Regions from separate parts of the Mus musculus genome. Here region 1 is linked to region 2. The links are chromatin contacts, called in public promoter capture Hi-C maps. All regions are on one chromosome and are shown on one strand. The core of a region is the stretch at or near the end of the contact, and the rest is flanking DNA. Distances in the headings are between cores, read along the strand shown. Region 1 overlaps Bptf (bromodomain PHD finger transcription factor). Region 2 has its middle 9.2 kb from the start of Icam2.

Evidence for each region. Promoter capture Hi-C pulls out the DNA fragments that hold promoters and counts their contacts.
Region 1: a promoter capture Hi-C map of pre-B cells shows a contact between it and region 2, with 2.3 times the contacts expected there. The contact joins two enhancer-like sites. A contact is called at or near these places in 1 of 39 promoter capture datasets (pre-B cells) and 1 of 9 other capture datasets (liver).

What each region holds. Positions count from the first base shown.
Region 1 is chr11:107,102,645-107,109,670 of GRCm38.p6, reverse strand. All of the region lies in intron 2 of Bptf (bromodomain PHD finger transcription factor), which reads left to right. Among named protein-coding and RNA genes, the nearest start is that of Bptf, 26 kb to the left of the region's middle. Within about 2 kb of position 2,045, at least 52 of the 459 cell types and tissues checked have an H3K27ac peak or open chromatin away from gene starts, as enhancers often do. A contact at or near this core is called in pre-B cells, where this site is marked.
Region 2 is chr11:106,388,532-106,395,343 of GRCm38.p6, reverse strand. No RefSeq gene overlaps it. Among named protein-coding and RNA genes, the nearest start is that of Icam2, 9.2 kb to the right of the region's middle. Within about 2 kb of position 3,338, at least 30 of the 459 cell types and tissues checked have an H3K27ac peak or open chromatin away from gene starts, as enhancers often do. A contact at or near this core is called in pre-B cells, where this site is marked.

The DNA.
Region 1 (7,026 bases), core at 796-3,295, 720 kb before region 2:
ATTTTTGCCTTTCACCCATCTATCCATCTATCTATCTTTTTTCCTTCCTTCCTTCCTTCCTTCCTTCCTTCCTTCCTTCCTTCCTCCTTTGCACGCCTTTCATTTTTCTTGGCTTTTTTTTCCTGCTTTCCTTTGAGGTGTGTGTGTGTTCATGTGTGTGTGAGGAATTAGTTCGGCTGGCCTGGACATGGCTGGCCATGTAGAACAGGCTGGTCTTGGACTCAGAGGTCTGAGTGCTTCTGCCTCTCTTAGGTTTTGTTTTGTTTTGTTTTTAATATTGATCTCTAGGGGGCTGGAGAGATGGCTCAGTGGTTAAGAGCGCCGACTGCTCTTCCAAAGGTCCCGAGTTCAAATCCCAGCAATCACATGGTGGCTCGCAACCATCCGTAACAAAATATCTGATGCCCTCTTCTGGAGTGTCTGAAAACAGCTACAGTGTGCTTACATATAATAAATAAATAAATATTTAAAAAAAATATTGATCTCTAAACCCTACTATTTACTTTTTCTTAGCTGCTACCATGTATTTAGCTTTTTGCCTGCATGTGTGCCTGTGCAATATGCTTGCAGTGCCAGCAGAGGCCACTGTGGGTGCTCCTATACCTGAAGTTACAGAGGCGTGAGCCATCTTGAAGGGTGAGGAACCAATCCTGGGTCCTCTTCAAGAGTAGCCAGTGCTTTTAATCCATTGAGTTGTCTGACCATTCCCCATACTTTCACATCCATTTATTTAATCTGTCTGTCTGTTTGTCTATCTATCTACCTACCTGTCTGTCTGTCCTCCCTATCTATCTATCTATCTATCTATCTATCTATCTATCTATCTATCTATCTATCTATCTCTTTACAGTGCTTGTCTGCACTCTGTGGGTACCTGGTGCCCATGGAGGCTGGAAGAGAGCTTGGGATCCTTAGCTGCTATGTGAGTGCTGGGAATTGAACTTAGGACCTCAGCAAGAAGAGTCTACCCTCCTCCCCAAGAAAAAGGCCAGGTGTGGTGATGCACCCCTTTAATCAGCACTGGGGAGGCAGTGGCAGGCAGATCTATGTGACTCTGACTCAGCCAGGTCTACATAGGGAGTCTGTATCTGAAAAACCAATTAGAACAAAACCCAGTGCATCGTGCATGTTCTTAACTGCTGAGCCAGTTCTCCAGCCTCATATTTTTTTAATTAATTAATTAATTAATTAATTTTACATCCCAATGGAAGCTTCCCCTCCCTCCTTCCCCCAGTCCCAGTGTTTCCCCTCCCCCATACCCTCTTCCTTTTCTCTTCAGAGAAGAGGAGGTCTCCCATGGATATCAACCCACCTTGTCATGCCAAGTTACAGTAGAACCAAGTGCATCTTCTCCTACTGAGGGTAGACAAGGCAGCAGCCCAGCTAGGGGAAGGGGTCCCAAGCCAGGCAGAGGTGGAGACAGCGCCTGCTTCTGCTGTTAGCAGACCCACATGAAGACCCACTTGCACATCAGTTACATACATGTAGAGCCTGGGACTGTCCCATGCATGCTTTCTGGTTGGTGGTTCAGTCTCTGTGGGCCCCCATGCAGCCTCATATTTTTAAAGAGTTCTTTTATGCTATTATTTGTAAAAATAAAAACCTTGAATCTTTTCTTTTAAAAAATAATAACCAATCATGTTTTACCTTTCTGAGGGTATTATTTTAACTTTTTTTTTAAAAAAAAAGATTCAAGGCTGCCTTTAAATTCACAGGATTCTTCCCTCCTTAGCTTGGAAAGTGCTGTGATCCACAATGAGTCACCACACCCAGGTGTCCTTTGGTTTTTGAGCTGGTGAAGTAAACTAGGTCTAGGCTGGCCTCAGGCTCCCCAGTGCTGGGGTCACAGGTGTGTGCTGCTGCGATCAGTTTCTCGGTGTATTTAGAATTGTTTCTTTACTCGGTTAGTACATGATTTAACTTCTTCTAAGCTGCTTCTGCCGTTAGTTGTTTTGGTCTTTAACCTCAGATGTCTGTGCATCTTAGTTTTCACCGCTGGTTAGCACTGTGGAACTACCTGCTGACTGGAAGCAGTGAGCTCTGGGTGGGCCGTCTCAGTGAGGCTGGGGAAGTGGCTCAGCTTAGCTATGGGGTGACATGACAGTCCCTGCCTGTGTGTTAGGAAGCCCTGCTGTCTGTAGCCCTCCTTAGCTCCATCTACTGCAGCTGGTTGGTGGAACTGAAGTGCCTTTTCTGGTGTCCTGCTTGGAGCACACAGGCCTGGTCCGCAGGGTGCACTTAGAAGCAGGCTGCGTGTTTTGTGTGTGCTGGAAGCATTTCTCATGTCAGCGAAAGCCTTCAGATCCGAATTGTTCACACCAGGCATGGAGACTTTTGATCCAGAGAATTTTAGCTCTACTGTATTCTCTAGAGACCAGACCTGTAGCAGTTCCGTTTCATAGACAGCAACCCCCCCCCCCCCCCCATTCCTGTTGAGATCCGAGTGAGGATTCTCAGCAGCTGGGCTTGGCCTTTTTTTGCTTTTCACATTGGCAGCGATCACGTGACCACATGCTCTCAGCTTTTGGAATCCTCTTTCCTCGACCCTGAATTTATGCCTTTAAAAGAACTCCTTTTTAAAAAGTTGGTTTTAGTTGTTTTGTTTTGAAACAAGCTATATCTGTCTATGGCAAGCTGGCTGGAACTTGAGAGTCTCCTGCCTCAGCCTCCGGATTATGGGTTATTATTATCATAACCTCTGAGTTATGAGCCAGCATGCCAGCTGTTCTTTAGCATGGCTTTTTTCTTTTAATATTATTTTATTTTTAATTTATTTTTTACACTCCATATTCCATTCCCAACCCCTCTATTCACCCCATCTCCACGGGCATGCGGGGTCCCCCCCCCCCCCCGCCACCTCTTAAACTCCCTGGGGCCTCCAGTCTCTTGAGGGTTAGGTGCGTCATGTCTGGATGAACATAGACCAGGAAGTCCTCTACTGTGTGTGTGTGTTGGGGGCCTAGCATGGCTTTTTTTTGTAAGTGCTTTCTCACTCACTCCTTTGTGTGGAGGGCAGGGAGCATGTGTGCCACTCAGTGCGCCACGCAGTGTCTGTGTGAAGGTTAGGGAGCATCATTTTGGGAGTTGTTTCTTTGCTCTGACCGGTTTGAGTCCCTGGGTCCTCTCCCCAGCCCCTTCCTTGGCTTCTTAGATGTTGGTTTCCGTAGCCTCTGTCTTGTCTTGTCTTTTCAGCTAGCACCTATGTCTTTTCTTGAGCTGTTCTTTCATGCATGGAGACCAGAGGTGTTTGGTGGTGTACACACAGCTTGAGATCTTTGGTTGTCTGGTCTAGGTGGTTTTTAGGTCTAGGTTGTCTTTAGTTTTAGAAACCTGTGAATATTATCTCCTTACTTAGATCCTATTCACATTGGGTGTCCTGAGCATTTTTATACAGTTCTTTAATCTTTACAACAGTGTAACAGGTTTTTATACCTGTTTGTAATGTATAGATGTGAGATTAAAGCTAAGGGGGATTAAATAGCTTGCTCTCAACCCTATATATAGCTGTTGGCAGTTGGGACCTGAAGTTGTTTGTAAGAATGTTTCTAATAAGAGGCAGGCAGGGGGGCTGGTGAGATGGCTCAGTGGGTAAGAGCACCTGACTGCTCTTCCAAAGGTCCAGAGTTCAAATCCCAGCAACCACATGGTGGCTCACAACCATATATAATGAGACCTGACTCCCTCTTCTGGAGTGTCTGAAGACAACTACAGTGTACTTACATATAATGAATAAATAAATCTTTAAAAAAAAAGTTTAAAAAAAAAAAAAGAGGCAGGCGGATTTTTTAGTTCGAGGCTAGCCTGGTCTACAGAGTGAGTTCCAGGACAGCCAGGGCTACAGAGAAACCCTGTCTCGAAACCCCCCCCCCCAAAAAAAAAAAGAATGTTTCTAATAGTAGTTAAAGTGTACCCATGCTGGCTGGCAGCTCCAGGGAGCAGATACCTTTGGGGTTCACAGACACTGAAAACAGGCACACACATACACGAGTGTGCGTTTCCTCTCTCACACACACACAGAAAGTTAAAAATAAAAATATAGTTTCAAAAAGAAATGTTTCTAACTTTATGCTGCAGTCTAGCTTCTAAACGATCACTTTGAAAGTCTGCAACTTGAGTTGTTTTAGCTTTTAAAACCTATGCTGTGGAGCTGAGAGAAGGATGGCTCAGCAGTTAAGGTGCTCCTACTGACTACTCTTCAGAGGACCAGCGCCCACCTCCCACTGCCTGCCTGTCGCTCTAGTTCCAAGGTGTATGACGCCCTCTTCTGGCCTCTTTGGGTACTGCATGCATGTGGTATAAAGACCCATATTCAGGCAAAACACCCACACATATTTAACACACACACACACACACACACACACACACAAACAAAACATGCATATAACTGGGGAGAAAGCCTCTCTGATGGTTTTCATTCCGTGTGCACAGAGTATATCCAAGAACTCTTATTTAGAAATAAAGACACTTTTAGAAAATACCAACTAAAATTTAACATTGTTGCTTTTATTGAGTAAATAACTTAAGCAGATTTATTCAGATGAAGATGAGCTTGAAGGTAACTGTGCATGAACTATGGAAATCAAGTGACCAAAGGACTTACATTACACTTTTAAGTACTTGTGGACTAATCAGTCATACATTATGGTGAACTTAAATAAATTGTCTCTTAGTGGAACAGCAAATTAATTCATTTAACTTTAGAGAAGAATGTTTTATAACATTAAATGTTGGTTTTTATCAGCTCTAATATCTAATTTCATTTCTTGGTGTGTAGGAAAGTACACAGAACTTAGTGATTACGCAAACAAGTATGGATTTCTCTTTTGGTATTTTGTTTTGTATTTGAAAAAAATAGATTTATTTATTTATTCTTATGTGTATGGGTGTTTGCCTGTATATATGTTTACCAAATGTGTTCCTGGTGCCAGAATAGGCTAGATCCCCTGGTACTAGAGTTAGAGACGGTTGTGATCTTCCGTGTGGGTGCTGGGGATGGAACCCTGGTCCTCTGTGAGAGCAGCCAGTGCTCTTAACTCACTGAGTTGTCTTTTTAGCTCTTGTTTTGTAGTTTTGAAACAAGGTATTCCTAGGTAGACCAGGTTGCCCTGGAGCTCACAGAGATTGGCCTGACTCTGCCTTCCAAGTGCTGTGGTTAAGGTCCCAGCACCACTGACCTGACAAGCAGTAAGTTTCTAATGCTCTGATGTTTTGAGTATTTTTTGTATAACATTAGTGAGGAATCTTCAAACATTATAGTGCTATGATACAAGTGTCTATGTGAATAATTAGAAGTAAATCTAAAAGATCTTTGCATCATTTATAAAAGTTAGATTAAAATGCTTTCAGGTTAAGTGTCCCTTGTAGTAGAGTATGTATACAAGCTGGGGAAGGTTTCAGAGTGATGTCAACTTCGGTCAACCTACTGTAAGTAGAGGTATGGTACGTTTTTCACTGGGAGCCTAGAAATTTAAAATGTTGAATCTCAGAGGACCCATATTTTAATTCTAGTCTTAGCAATTCATAGATGATTTCCGTCATTGCCTTTACTTAGTAAGCACTAAAATGTAGCTCAGGTCCTTAACTTTGCCCATTCAGTGCCCTTCTTCTCACCACCTAAAGCCGCTTGTCCTCCAGGTGTCTGCTTATGTGTGCTGTGTTTCAGGCCTTGCCTTCTCAGAAGCCTCTTTGCCCCTGAGCTCCCCCTCAGGAAGTGCTTGAGAAATCTGCCCCATCTGTAGTGACAATCACCACAGCTGTGGTGCTGAAGACAGACCCTAGGGCTCTGGGGATGGATGCTAGCCAAGCACTGGTTACAATGTTAGTGCTGTTAGAGGAGGGCCACCATGACACAACTCTAGCAGGAGTGAAGTCAGATCTTAGGGTGTCAGCAAGGCTTTGGAAGAGACAGTCCTTTCTCCTCGGCAGATCTCCTTTGCTTCAAGGCAGTCCCGGCCTTTTCTATCAGTTTCCCAATATTATTCTTAAACCTCTTCCATCTCTGTTGTTTACAGCAGCACCCTACTTCTTGATACTGAGATGTGGGCACCTGCTGGGGCTGCTTTGACAGAACACTACAGATAGGACTTTATTGAATGGCCAGGCTCCTCCTGAAGGCTCTTGGAGACTGCCTTGTCCTCTGTAGCTCTTGCACAGGCCTGGCCAACGAGTTAGTATGTTTTCTGCTCCTCCTCCTTTCCTCTTGTGAGGTCATTGGAGTCTGGATGATCTCATTTCAAAAGCTGCACTTAAATACTTCTTCCAAACAAGGCTTAGGTGGACCTGGATTTGGGGGCAGGTGTTCAGCCCATTACTAATTACTCTTCTGTGAATTTGTTGACACTTCAAACTTCCTGTGAGTCACTTTCAAACTTATTATTGAGCTTCCAAAGTCAGTCCCCCTTAATATGGAGTCTAGTAAAAGCCAAACTGTAAAAGCATACACCCGGAATGTATATTTCTCATAGGTGTACTTAGGCAAGAATTTTTTCTTCCCACTCAGCCTTCTCCTGTCACCCTGTGAAGTGGTAGGGACACTTGGCAGTGGGCACTCTTGGGGCAGCTGGGCCAGTTCCAGTGAGCCTGGAGAACCAAAGCTTCCTCGCGCCCCAGAGCCGTCGTGGTCAGCGTGTATGCATGCAGCAGAGAGGAAGCTGCCACTCTTGCAGTTGGGCAGAGGATTTGCTTAGATGAACTGTCGCAACCCTGGAACATCAGTGTGAGAGGTGACTTGTTCTGACAGCCCCAGCCAGTGTGCTTATAATTTTGCTACTGTGTTGGTATTGAGTTTATTCTACTTCCAGAAAAAAAGCTGTCAGTGTGAATAGTATGTATTTTTGATGAGCAGAATGAGAGGTAGCTGCCACCCCATTTTTAGAAAGGTGTCAACAGGAAGTGAGGAGTGCAGAGCAATCGGTGAGAGGTGGTACGAGTGTGTGAGCATTTGAATGTGCCTGAGAGGAGAACTGAGAAGTATGGCTGCTGTGAGCAGATTGGAGGGCGTGCACGGAGGAGGTGTTGCAGATAGCC
Region 2 (6,812 bases), core at 2,089-4,588:
CACACTGCTTGCCAGAGTCCTGTGGCCTCATCTCTCCTGTTCCCCTGTGTGTTTGGGTATAGTATTCCTTCCCAGTTGTCCCTAAAATTGTGATGGGGGAGTCCCCACTCACCTAAGCATTACCAGCCAGCTATGTGGCATCCCAACACGAAGACCTTGTGTAGTTCTTTTTGCAATGACATATTTATTGAATCTATTTATATTTATTTAATTTTTACTCTGAAGTATATCCGGTTACAATTGCACTTGCTTAAAGCACATCAGATCTATTTTGGACAATACCCCTGACCATTCTAAAACTGGAAAAGGAAAAGTTACACTGTATCCTGCCACCTTATGGTAGCCTTGTCTTTAAAGGGTGAATAATTTGGTCTGGGTAAAATGTTAATTTTTAGATGATTTTTTAAAAAAATCTTGTGCCATGTGTCTTCTCTGTGGACAGTTAATTGTTTAATTGATATGTGCTGATTGTGTGATTCACTCCTCTTTGTGGAAACTAAAATATTCTTTTTAGCTTTATATTTTATAAACTGCCAGATTGTACAACTTTTATGTGTATTTTTAAAGCTCATGATATGAGGATCATTATCTAAACGGCCTATTTTTTTACCTCTTTTACAGTTTTATAATTCTGCTCATTGATGAAGGCGACTTATGCTGAGCCAACCACAAATAAAGGTAGTTTTAGATTTGGGAGTTGCCTTGTTTCTTAAAGACTAGAGTGCCGCTCAGAGCAAGGAGCCAGGCCCACCCACGTCAGAGGTGCAGCATCTGCTCGGCCTGAACAGCTGGCATCTGCAGTAGACTCCAGAGCTATAACATCCTCCTTGGGGGCTGTTGAAGAAAAAACTGCCTTGGAATGTTTCAGGAAATTTCCTGAAGCGCCCTTTATTGAATTTCAGGAAGGTAGCCCATTGGGACCAACCTACTTCAGAGTGGGAATTAGATTTCCAAGTGAATAGGATTCTGGACTAAGGTACCTGGGAAGAGAGAAGATTAACTCCAGCCACCAACTGAAGAGTACACTGGGGAACCCATGGCTCCAGCTGGATATGTAGCAGAGGACTGCCTTATCAGGCATCACTGGGAGGGGAGCCCCTTGGTCCAGTGGAGGCTTGATAGGGGAACGCTAGGCTGCTAAGGCAGGAGTGGGGGGGGAGCATCCTCATAGAGGCAGGGGGAGGGGAGGGGGGCTTGTGGAGGGGAAACTGGGAAGGGGGATAACATTTGAAATGTAAATAAATAAAATAACTAATTTTTAAAAAGCACTAGGGAAGAGGGACCGTCCAACCTGGACCATGTTAGCAGCTCACACGACAGCCATGTCCCCACGGGATGTGCCAATGCAGCCTGCAGTCCATTTAGAATCTCCCTGTGCTTCCTCATCCTCCTGTCTAGAGAAGTCATGGAGGCTCCCAGGGCTCTTGCCCCAAGTCAAGGACTGTTTACAAAGCGCACACCCCAGGACCTCACTAGCCTCAGAACATCTTGTCAGACACTGGAGATGCTAACCATCCCTCCTACTTCATGCCTCAGGAGCCTAGAAGGTCCTGAGGCTTGTGGTCATATCTTTTCAAGTTTTAAATCTTGAACCCAGCCACATCCTCAGGAGACCAACCTCTTCCATGACCCAAAAAAGCCTATTGAGGTTTGGTCCCCAGAAGGACACTTACTGGGAGGTGGTAGAGACCTCAATTCTGTGAGTGGTGGTGCAAGGAGGGGGACAGTTAGGTAGTTTCCAAGTGTGCCCTTAAGAGGATTTGGCCACCTCCCCTTCCTCTGTTTTCTGGTTACAAAGTAAGTAGTTCATTCCTTTGGCCTCAGGGCAGCTAGAAAGGCGACTGACAAGTAGACTGGGAGGGAGGCCAGGTCTATGCCTCAGAACTCTACGATATCCTTACAGTCAGTCACCCAGCCCCTACTTCCAGGAACTGCCATCCTGATCTCCACCGAGTTCCAGAGTAACAGGCGTGAGTAGTCTGGGAGGAGCAAAGGAGTCTGGGAAAGCCAGGATCCAGTACTGTCTCTCCCTCCACAGTGAGAGATCACAGTCCCTGTAAACGACCAAGGAGGTCAAAAGGGTTGCTGCCAGGCCCCACCACAAAGGATGACTCTATTTGCAGCTGCTCACTGGCTTAAAAAAAGAACAACCCCAGGCTGGAGAGATGGCTCATCGGTTAAGAGCACTGCCTGCTCTCCCAGAGGTCCTGAGTTCAAGTCCTAGCACCCACGTGATGGCTCACACCCATCTGTAATAGGATCCAGTGCCCTCTTCTGGTGTGTCTAAAGACAGCGATGACAGTGTACTCATGTATACAAGATAAATAAAAAGAAAAGATTCAGTTAATAATTAAAAAAAAAAAGCAAACAAGCTGTGTAAACCCTGTGCTTGTTGGATTTTCCCCTTGCCAAACATGCAGTCTTGGGCTCTTCCAAAGGAAAGAGTGTATCCTCCCTCCTAGTCTCCAGTTGAGCTCACTGGTTTTATTTAGCCGTGAAATAGAAAAGGGGCTGGGCGTGGTCATACTTGCCTTTAATCGCAGCACTCCAGAGGCAGGCAGATCTCTGTGAGTTTAAAGGTCAGCCTGATCTACATAGCCAGTTCCAGGTCAGCCAGGGCTGTGTAGTAAGATCTTGTCTGGGGGGGGGGGGAGAAAAAAGGGGGTGGGGTGGGGGAGGCTGAGGCAAGAGGATTGCCAGGAGGAGTTCAAGTCCAGCCTGGTCCTCATAGGCACCTCCTGCATGTCTGCATGTCCTCTTCTCAGCTTTTCAGTTCCTGGATGTTTATGGATGTGTTCTTTTACGTCTATATTATTCTCCTTAAAAACAGTCCCTCGGGGGCCTAGAGAGAGAGCATACTGGTTTCCAGAGGAACCCAATTCAGTTCCCAGCACCCACATGGCATATTCCACAGTCACTCGTAACTCCAGTTCCAGGGGGACCCAATACCTTCTTCTGGCTTCTGTGAGCACCTGGACTCATGTATACATACCCTTATGCAGACAAAACACATAGACAAATAAATAAAACTAAGATTACCAAACTGCCTGGTGACTCACACCCTTCGGAGGCTTGAGGCAGGATTGCCATGAGGTCTAAACTTACCTAGGCTATCCAGTGAATTTCAGGCCAGCCTGGACTACAGGGTGAAATCCTTTCTCAAAACACAGTTTCTCAGGGACTCGTCTGCATCCCAATCCACTTTTGAACACAAAGGAACGTTGGGGCAGCCACCCAGCCCAGAGATGTAATTCTCATGCCTTTTAGAGAAGGTGGTGGCAGGATGCTTACTTTCTCCACCACTAGATGGCACTCATGTGCTGTCCATCCCCAGATCTCCTGCAGTGGCTTGTTCTTAGTGTGGCCACTCGCATGACCAGCCTGAATGCTGATCTGACTCCTCACCCTGCAGTGGGATTCCCCTGAAATGAGGCTGGGGTCCAGACCAAGGGAGACAAAGAGACCTAGCTTTCCTTTTTCTTTTCAAACGGTTTTTATTTAGTTTGTTTTTATGTATGTGGGTGTTTTGTCTGTATACCACATATATGAAATAACCACAGAGGTCAGAAGAGGGTGTCAGATCCCAATGGGACTAGTGTTACAGTTGTGATCCAGTGAGTGCTCTTAACCACTGAACCATCTTTCCCCCCAGGGACCCAGCTTTCTAAACCCAACTCCTTCGTCGGCTGATAGGTTTTTTAATAACCCCATAGCCACAAGCTTTCCCATTACAAGTTAACATTGGCCAGAATATATGCCACCCCTGTCCCTTGAAGAGTGAAGGTGATCCTGGAACTGGGCATTCCAAGAACCCCTGCAACAGTACAGGTGCCACTGTGTCCTTGAACAGAGGCTACGAGGACACAGATACCAACTGGAGCTACCAATCTCCGTTGTGTGCCTCTATTTACAAACTCTTGTTCGATGGTTTTACAAATTATCTGTGTAACCCAGGATTCCAGACTGACCCACAGCCTCTTATTTGGGCTCTCGGCCAATGAGTTTCCAGTTTACTGTGAAACTCTAGCCTTCTCCGTCCTGATCAACACCTTACTCTGCTTTCTGCATGTGGTTCGTTGGATATTATTTACTTAGCTCTTCTTCACTCTGCTAAAACAACGTATACACCTGTCACCTCTTACACCGGCTGGTTTTGTGTGTCAACTTGACACAAGTTAGAGTCATCAGAGAGAAGGAGCCTCAGTTGAGAAAATGCCTCCGTGAGATCCAGCTGTAAGGCATTTTCTTTATTACTGATCAGTGGGGGAGGGCCCAGCCCATGGTGGGTGGTGTCATCCCTGGACTAGTGGTCCTGGGTTCTATAAGAACACAGGCTGAGCAAGCCAGGAGAAGCAAGCCAGGAAGCCACACCCTCCATGGCCTGTGCATCAGCTCCTGCTTCCAGGTTCCAGCCCTGCTTGAGTTCCTGTCCTGACTTCCTCCAATGATGGATTATGATCTGGAAGTGTTAACGCTGAATAAACCCTTTCCTCCCCAACTTGCTTTTTGGTCGTGGTGTTTCATCACAGCAATAGAAACCTTAATTAAGATACTTCTCTACCCACCAAGGGAAAAGAGGGTGGGGGATCAACTCAGAATAAACAAACCATTAACAGTGTGCCCACGCTGAGCCAGTGATAGCATAGATATCCCGATTGCTCTCTACAGGGTGGAGTGCAAGTGTGTGTTTAGAGTAGAGAATATGCGAGAACATCCCAGCTGTCCTTTCCCATCTCAAAAGAGACTATAGGACTTTGCTTAGTGTCATGAGAGGTGACTCCTACCATATGTGTCCATCATTGCCATACACCGTCCTTCCTAGAAGCTAAACCAATGCCTCCTCTCCCCGACATCTAGGACTTTAAACCTCTAAAACTGAACTAAATATTTTTTTTTCCTTTCTAAGTTTGATCAGCAGGGCTGGAGAAATGGATAATTGGTTAAGAGCATTAGCTACTCTTCCAAAGGACCAGGGTTCAATTCCCACCACTGACATGGTGGCTAACAACTACCTGTAACTCCATTTCCAGGGAATCTGATGCCCTCTTCTAGCCTCTATGTGCACCAGGCTTGCATGATATACACAGACGTATACACATAATAAAAGAAAAAACCCACATATATTATACCTCAGGTGTTTTGTTGTAAAAATATGATGCTGACTGATACAGATGTCTACCCCAATTTATGTCTACAACAGATGCCTCTAAAACATATGGCAGGATATTTTAAAGTTAATTTGAAGTCAGGCATTGTGGCCTGACTTTAGTCCTAGTACCCCAGAGGCAGAGGCAGGACTATCTTTGCATTCAGCTAAGCCTGATCTACAGAGTGATCAGGGCAGCCAGGGCTACACAGAGAAACCTGATCTGGTGGGGAGGGCGTTTGTTGGGGGGTGGGGGGAATTGCTTTGAAGAAATTGAGGCACAAAAGCACCAAGAGAAATTGTTCCAGAGTCAGCAGACCCCAGCATTCTTGGTTGGCATTCATTCACAGACTGAACATTCTGTGGACTCCTGATAAGATCTAATTTGTGACTTTGCTGAGCCAGAGCTTTAGCCGGTATAGGCTGTGAAACTGATCCATGGGGACAAGATCCTTTGCTTTTGAGTGAACCTAGCTGGCTGGTTTCCCAGGACCCACCCCTAGCGCCTGGCTTCCTCCTTGTTAAAACAAAACCTCCCTGCTGGAGTAAATGACTTGCTAGTTGAGGCTACAGACTTGAAGAAATTTTGGGTGATGATTCTTAGTCACTAAGAACTTTTAGTGGAGTGCAGGACATAGCCAGAGAAGAGGGTGCTCTGTGTCCGCTACAAGCACAGAGGACAGACGAGACGGATGGCTTATTCCGTTGAAGGCCTCAAGCTGCTGCACATCAAGGAGAGCAAGCAAGCCTCCAGCTCTTCTGTAACTTGCAGTAAGCAGCCATCTGACACAGCTTTGTGTTCCCAAAGAACTGAAGCTGAACTTGCCTGGCCCTTTAACCAGTTTCAAATGCACGGTTCTGTAGTATTATATAATCGCACCTTTCTGCAGTGGCTGAAGCATTCATGGATAGGGGTCCGCCACATTTCCAGCTGGGACGCAAAGAGGAAGGAACATAGTCCCACGATGTCTTTCAAAGATGGTCCCTGAGTGACTTACAGATCTCCCAGAGGTCCTTACTCTCTTTTAAAGAATTTTAGGTCATGAGTTCAGGGTTCTTTCAGGCAATGGCCACTTGGCGCTGTTGTTCCTGGGCAGTGGACACATAGAACATTGTGGCAGGGAGCGGGGGGGGGGGGGGGGGGCAGGGGGTTGAAATACTTACTTTGTGGTAGCCAGAGAGCAGAGAGAAAGACAAATTGAAAACTGGAATTTGAACCAACAAGGTAGCTCAGCAAAAAACGGTGTATATGGAACCCGATGACCAGAGTTCAATCCTCAGGACCCACATGGTAAGAGAGAGCTAACGTGTTCTCTGCGTCTCGTGGCACACATATCTGCACTCATGAACGTGTGCACACTAAATAAATATGCGCACTAATAAGTTTTTGTAAAAAAGACAATGGGGGTGTGTGTGATGGAGAGATGGCTAAGAGCACTGACTGCTCTTCCGAAGGTCCTGAGTTCAAATCCCAGCAACCACATGGTGACTCACAGCCATCCGTAATGAGATTTGACGCCTTCTTCTGTTGTGCCTGAAGACAGCTACAGTGTACTTATATATAATAATAAATAAATCTTTTTAAAAAAAGCTAAAAAGACAATGGGAATTTGCATACTACATCATAGCAACAATATTTACAACAGCTAGAAAGTGCAAGTATCAC